Linked DNA regions of Capra hircus: region 2 is linked to region 1. Evidence: chromatin contacts called from public Hi-C data. All regions are on one chromosome and are shown on one strand. The core of a region is the stretch at or near the end of the contact, and the rest is flanking DNA. Distances in the headings are between cores, read along the strand shown. Region 1 holds the start of TRIP10 (cdc42-interacting protein 4). Region 2 has its middle 29 kb from the start of ADGRE1.

Region 1 (3,302 bases), core at 495-2,994:
GCCAAAACCTGGCCCCAAGCTAAATCATGACCCTGGAATGACCTTTGATCCCAGACTGAGTTACCAGGCTTAGGCGGACGCTTCTATCCTGGAGTGAGGCCACTGGACGGAGTCCCATCCCCAGAACCCAGGACAATCTTGATTCAGGCTGAACCGCAACACCAGGCTGAGCGCCTACCTGCAGCTAAGTCCTGATCTCAGCTGAAACGCAGCTCTCCCTTCCCCTTTTACTCTCAGCCTATACTGAGCCTTAATCTCTGGCTGAGTTTACACCTAGACAGATCTCAGATAAAGACTGAGCCCTGACCTCAGATTAAGACAGACCTGTGGTCCTTCGTTTGAGTCCCAGGCCTTCGACTAGTGGCTCACCCCTCTCCTAAACCTCCGATCTTAGTCAGGTTCCATCCCAGTTGTGGTGCCCCCTGGGATGAATCCCAATTTCAGTTGAGACCCCAACTCCCAGGCTGAGCCGCTGAGTTCCAGACCCCAGGCTGAGTTTCTGACTTGATCTGACCCTCTAACCTCTGGCATGCATGCTCAGTAACTCAGTAATGTCCGACTCTTTGTGACCCTATGTACTGTAGCCTGCCAGGCTCCCCTGTCCATGGGATTTCCCAGGCAAGAGTACTGGAGTGGGTTGCCGTTTCCGTCTCTGTTTAACCTCTGGAGCCCGTCTATTTTGCAATTTGAAGTTTTCTAACTCGGAAGCCACCAGCAGGTGGGGCCAGGTCCCCGCAGAGCCGTCTATCCCATTGTGGGTTACTAGAGCTATCTATCCTCCTAGCCGTGTTGTGACTTCTTGTGTCCTGGAAGACGGGGCTCAGAGTCTGACTTGTCCCAGGGGGTCTAATGCCCTCAGCCCCAGCAGGGCGACTGTCACCTCTGTAACCAAAGAGAAAGCACCAAAGGCAGAAGAGGATGGGAATGGGGGGAGGTTGCTGCTTGGATCTCGCCCCTTTCATCCCAGTGCCTCAAAGGGATTAACAGTGTGTGAACTGACTTTTATGAGAGAGGTGACAGACTTCCAAGCCCAAGGGTTCGAGGAGCGGGGGAGTGGTGGAGTAGGAATACTAGGGTCTGTGCAAACTATTAAACCTGATTGCGCCTTAATGGATGAGACTGGGAAATGGGCAGGTGCAAGCTCGAACTGTACGGGAGCTGAGGAAAGGCCTGGGCCTGGCGCCCCAAGGACAGCCCGTCCTCAGTTTCCCGGCGCAGACTTTAGGGAGGGAGGCAGGATGCGGTAGGGGCGCTAATGGACCCGGCCTTGGCGGAGGCGCGTCCTGGACAGGATCGAAGTCCTCCCATCCGCCCTGTGGCCGGAGGGACCAGACCATTAGTGGGACGAACGTAGACGTCTGGAGCCAGGCCGGCCCTCAAGAGCGGGGTGACCTCAGTTCTCCCTGCGATAGAGTGGGGGGAAAACCTCTTGGGTTGGGGTTTTAGTGTCTTGGCCCTTTAATGAATGATTGAAAGGAAAGAGGAAAAGAAAAACTGTCCAGGGCGGGGCAGGGATGGGGTGGACAAAAGGGTCCCAGGGGATTTGGAAAATGGATGGGGGTCCTTTAAGGGGTCTGTCTGTCCAGTGGCGTCGGGTGGCGCGCATTCCTTTAAGAAGGGGCGGGGCGTCCGTTGGGCCCCGCCTCCTTGGAGGGGGTCTTGCTTTCAGGGGGCCGTGCCAGGGCTCCAAGAGTGCGGGGGCGTGGCAGAGTGTACGGGGCGTGGCAGAGCTTGGAGTGGGCGGGGCCTTAGCGAGGCGGGGTCGGGCTCCTCGCCCTGGGCTGAGTCTCCCGGCGGCGGCGGGCGGCAGGGACCGGGTGCGGTGGAGGCGTCGGCCGCGGCGGGAGCAGCATGGATTGGGGCACCGAACTGTGGGTGAGTCCGTTCCGCTTGACTCCAAGTTCCTCCCTTCCTGGGGTCCAGACCCACGATTTGCCCCTTAAGTACCCCAGCGGGATCTCTGCGCGTTCCCTTCCACCGACCCCTGGAATCCCCTCTCTCCGCGGAGTTTCCCAGGGCGGTTCAGGACGCCCCGGAGCGGAGGGCGACCTTTAAGGAGCCGCGTAGGGAAACTGAGGTACGGGGTTCATAGTGAGGAGGGCAGAAGAAGTTCTGGGACCAGGCCTGAGCAGCCGGGAGAGGTCACCTATTTTGAGCGCCCTGACTGGGCCGGCGGCTTATCTTACGGCCCCTGGGTCCCTGCCCGCCGTCCTCCTGTCCGGCTGGGGCGGGGGAGGGGGCCCTCTGGCCACTTCCAACCCCACGTGGGACCTGGAAGTCCAAACCGCCCTCGCGTCGCCTCTAATCTACAATTAGGGAATTGGGACGCTGTAGGGGGGAGGGGGCTGCGAGCCTCGGCCTCAGCCCCCTCCCCCAGCCCTCCTTAGGCACTGGGAGGGGCCGCCACCAATCGCCTCGAACCTATGCCCTGGAAGCCCCAGAATTTTTTCCCCCTTTCCTAGCCGGAACCTCTGACGCCTCCTCTTTCTGGGGGCGGTGGTACTCCTGGGTTCCTGGGTGCCCTGGGTTAACTAGATCGTCCCCCCTACACCAACTCTGGGATTTCTTTTGGAGGTAAAGTGGAGTCAGTGAGGAAAACTGAGTCGCCCCTGGGGGACCCTGGGAAGCCTGGCGACCGGGGGAACCTAATGCCCGCGCTCCGACCATTCTGGGGCCCCCCCAAGCTGCAGGGAACCCTGCCCCTCTGGCCCTGACTCACGGCAGACCGGCCGGATTTTCCGGAATCTAGGGGGGATTAGGGGACCCGGGGCAGGGGGAGTGGCCTTGCCCCATTCCACACCCCTCCTGGAGCCGGGAGAGGGGACCCTGTAGTCCGGCTGGGGCCCCGCCCCAGTTCTCTGGCCCTTCCCGGGAAGGGGAGGGGGTTCCCGCCGGTTTCCTGCCTCCCCCCGCGCCGCTCCGGGGCGGGGCCGGGAAGCCACTCCTTCTTGGAGCTCGGAGCCAGGAGGCTCCCCTGCCGCTGGGTTGGCGGCTGTGGGGTCCCCGGGTCCTGACCTTGGTCCTCCCAATCCCCCTGCTAGGATCAGTTTGAGGTGCTCGAGCGGCACACGCAGTGGGGTCTGGACCTGTTGGACAGATACGTGAAGTTCGTGAAAGAGCGGACAGAGGTGGAGCAGGCTTATGCAAAGCAACTGCGGTGAGACCCTAGAGTGGCCGCGCCCTGGGGTTAGGGGGAGCGGTTGGAGGACTGGGGGCTCAGCCTTCCTGCCTCTCTCCGTAGGAGCCTGGTGAAAAAATACATGCCCAAAAGACCTGCCAAAGATGACCCTGAATCCAAGTAA
Region 2 (3,626 bases), core at 218-2,717, 98 kb after region 1:
TATACAATATTTGTTTTCCTCTGTCTGACTTCACTCTGTATGACAGGCTCCAGGTCCATCCATGTCGAAAATATGGGACGCTTGACAAATTTGCTGTCATCCTTGCACAGGTGCTGTTCCAGTTTTAATATTTGTGCTGCTGATGTGAGCACCAGAATCTTTCCTTAGGCTTTTGAAACCCCGGAAATCACATCTTTGGTAGATTTCCTGAAGAAATAACTCTTAGGAGAAAAAAAATCTGTCACCTTGGGCTGAGTGTTGCTACTGTAACAAATGATTTCTCATCTCAACGTCGCATAATTCTTTCATGCACTGGCTTCAACTCTGCTGAAGAAGAAGCTTCTGGAAGGAGAAGGCACTGCAGCCTTGGGACGTGCCAGGCTTGTGGCAGGAGTAACAGAGAAATGACTGGACCACTCGGCGGTTTTCTCGTATTCTTGGGAATGAAAAGAAGACATCTCATTGGCCAGAGCAACATCAGTTGGCAAAGGTTTACTCCTCAACCAGGGAGAAGCAGTGAATACACGGAATAAAATCAGAACCTGCCAGAAGCCCTTTCTATCGTTCCTTCATTAATTCATTGATTTATTCACTCACTTGTGTGATAAGAAGGAAGCTGTGATGCTGACTGTATTTGAAGATGGGTTCTTTAAAGAGCTAATTAAGTTAAAGTGGTGTTAGGGTGGACCCTAAGTCAATGGGGCTAGTGTCCTTCTAAGGATTGGGACGCACCATCAACACCATCAACAGATGAATGGCTAAAGACGTGTACACACACACACACACACACACACACACACACACTGGAATACTACTCAACCATTATACAAATGGAATCTTGTCATCTACAGCCACATGGATGGACCTAAAGATTACCATACTAAGCAAAGTGAATCAGAAAAAAAATACTGTATGATATCACTTATCCGTGGAAACTAAAAAAAAAACAACAACCCACAGTTATTTATTTACAAAATAGAAACAGACTCATAGATTTAAAACATCTGTGGTTACCAAAGGGCAAAGAGGGGGGTGAGAGAGATAAATTAGGTGTATGAGATTAACATCTACAGGCTGTATAAACAGGCAAACAATAAGGACCTACTCTATAGTATAGGGGACTATGCTCAGTATCTTGTAACAATCTATATGGGAAGAAATCCGAAAAAAAGTATGTATAACTGAATCACTTTGCTGTACCCCTGGAACTAACACAATACTGTAAATCAGCTATACTTCAATTTGAAAAAAAGAAAAATGGGGTGGGTCTAGGGGAAAGAGAAATGAATGCGAGCCTTGTAGGTTCTGAAAATTACCAGGAGTTTACTGTGCTCAGAGTGGGAGGGAGGGAGGAAGGGGCTGGAGAAGTGGTTGGAGCTGCCTTGTTACACCCCCCACGAGGGACCAGGCAGACAGCTGCTGAAGGCGGCCACTTCTTACCGGCTGGCGGAGGTGAGGGGCGGCCTCAGGTGTGCCCTGGTGTGGCCTGTAGAGTTGGGTTCCCGGGAGCAGCTGTCACCGAAATGTATTGGCATAGAGAGGTTCAGAGGAACACAGGGCAAGGGGTCCAGAGGTTAAGAATCTGCCTGCCAATGCAAGGGACAAGGTTCAATCCTGTTCTGCGAGAATCCCAACTATCGGGGAGCAAGTAAGCCCCTGTGCCACAGCTCCTGAAGCCAGCGCTCTGCAGCGCATGATCCGCAACAAGAGAAGCCCCTGCAGTGAGAAGCCCACGCGCCACAACAAAGAGCAGCCCTGCTCGCTGCAGCTAGAGAAAGTCCGTGTGCAGCGACAAAGACCCAGCGCGACCAATGAACGAACAAGTGGAACACAGGGCAGCCCCACGTTGCCCTATAACTTCCCTGGCTCTGGCTGTCAGTTACATCCAGCTGCCTGTGTTCTTGCCTGGAGAATCCTAGGGACGGGGGAGCCTGGTGGGCTCTGGCGTCTATGGGGTCGCACAGAGTCTGACACGACTGAAACGACTTAGCAGCAGCAGCAGCAGCAGCAGCAGCCTGGGGATGCACGCACACTGTATTAGTTTGCCACAACTGAGTACCACAAACTGAGTGGCTTAATTGTTGCCATTGTCGCTCGGTCGCCAAGTCATGTCTGACTGTTTGCAACCCCATGGACTACAGCACTCCAGGCTTCCCTGTCCCTCACCATCTCCCGGAGTTTGCCCAAGCTCATGTCCATCGAGTCAGTGATGCCATCCAGCCATCTCATCCTCTGTCGTCCCCTTCTCCTCTTGCCTTCAATTTTTCCCAGCATCAGTGTCTTTTCCAATGAATCGACTCTTTGCATCAGGTGCCCAAAGTATTGGAGCTCCAGTTTCAGCATCAGTCCTTCCAATGAATATTCAGTCCTGATCTCCTTTAGAATGGACTGGTTGGATCTTCTTGCAGTCCAAGGGACTCTCAAGAGTCTTCTCCAACACCACAGTTCAAAAGCATCTTTGGTGCTCAACCTTCTTTATGGTCCAACTCTCACATCTGTATATGACTACTGGAAAAACTATAGCCTTGACTGTATGGACCTTTGTCAGCAAACTGATGTTTTTGCTTTCGAACACACTGTCTAAGTTTGTCATTGCTTTCCTGCCATGAATGGCTTAATTAAACCAAACAAATTGATTGTCTCACAGTTCTGAGGACCAGAAGTTCAAGATCAAGGTGTCAGTGGGGGGCTGTTCTCCCTCTGAAGATGGTGGAGAGAAATCTGTTTCAGGCATCTCTCTCTCACACCTCTTGGGAGCTTGCCTTGTGGGAGCACAACTCCAGAGTTCACACAGCATCCTACTTGTGTGCATGTGTCCAATCTCTCCCTCCTGGGGAATTCCCTCATGGTCCAGTGGTTAGGACTCCATGCGTTCATTGCCAAGGACCAGAGCTTGATCCTCAGTTTGGACAGTAAGATTCTCCAAGCCATGAGGCGAAAACAAAAACAAAAAACAAAGACATTTCTCCTTTCTATAAGGACACTGGCTTCCCAATGGCTCAGTTGGTAAAGAATCCACCTGCAGTGCAAGAAACATGGGTTCTATTCCTGGGTCTAGAAGAGACCCTGGAGAAGGAAATGGCAACCCACTCCAGTATTCTTGCCTGGGAAATCCCAGGCAAGAGGACCCTTCCCTCCTACAGGCGGGCTACAGTCCATGGGGTCACAAAAGTGTCAGGCATGACTTAGCAACTAAACCACCATAAGGACACCAATCTAACTGCATTAAGGGCCCCCTTACTCCAGTGTGGCCTCAAATTAACTCATCATATCTGCCAAGATCCTATTTCTAGATAAGGTCACATTCTGAGGTCCTGGGTGTTAGGTCTCTATTTGTGTGTGTGGGGGGGGGTCAATGCAATTTAACCCATAACATACGTGATGGATATAAAGGCCCTTGTGATGAAACAGACACATAACAGGCCAAGCAGGTGCACTGACTGTCAGGAAGAAACACAGCCCCCCAAATACACAGACAGGCAAATACAGCAAATAGACTGGAAAGCAGGCGTGCAGGTGGACACAGAAGGACTCTGCCCACATCTGATGGCAAGCTGACATCTCTAGGGATGCACACAGATTTCCTCCCCTCATTCATTACTCCAGGCCGACAGATCCCAGACCCC

What was found. Hi-C and Micro-C count contacts between places; a contact is called where the count stands out from the background.
Region 2: a Hi-C map of blood shows a contact between it and region 1, with 5 times the contacts expected there. The contact joins the enhancer-like site here to the promoter of TRIP10 in region 1. A contact is called at or near these places in 2 of 5 Hi-C or Micro-C datasets (both in blood).

The regions. Positions count from the first base shown.
Region 1 is chr7:92,751,291-92,754,592 of ARS1.2, forward strand. TRIP10 (cdc42-interacting protein 4) reads left to right here and starts at 1,745. Exons shown (of 14, transcript XM_018050979.1): 1 at 1,745-1,875; 2 at 3,042-3,157; 3 at 3,242-3,298. The coding sequence starts at 1,852.
Region 2 is chr7:92,849,359-92,852,984 of ARS1.2, forward strand. No RefSeq gene overlaps it. Among named protein-coding and RNA genes, the nearest start is that of ADGRE1, 29 kb to the right of the region's middle. Within about 2 kb of position 1,468, at least 1 of the 5 cell types and tissues checked has an H3K27ac peak or open chromatin away from gene starts, as enhancers often do.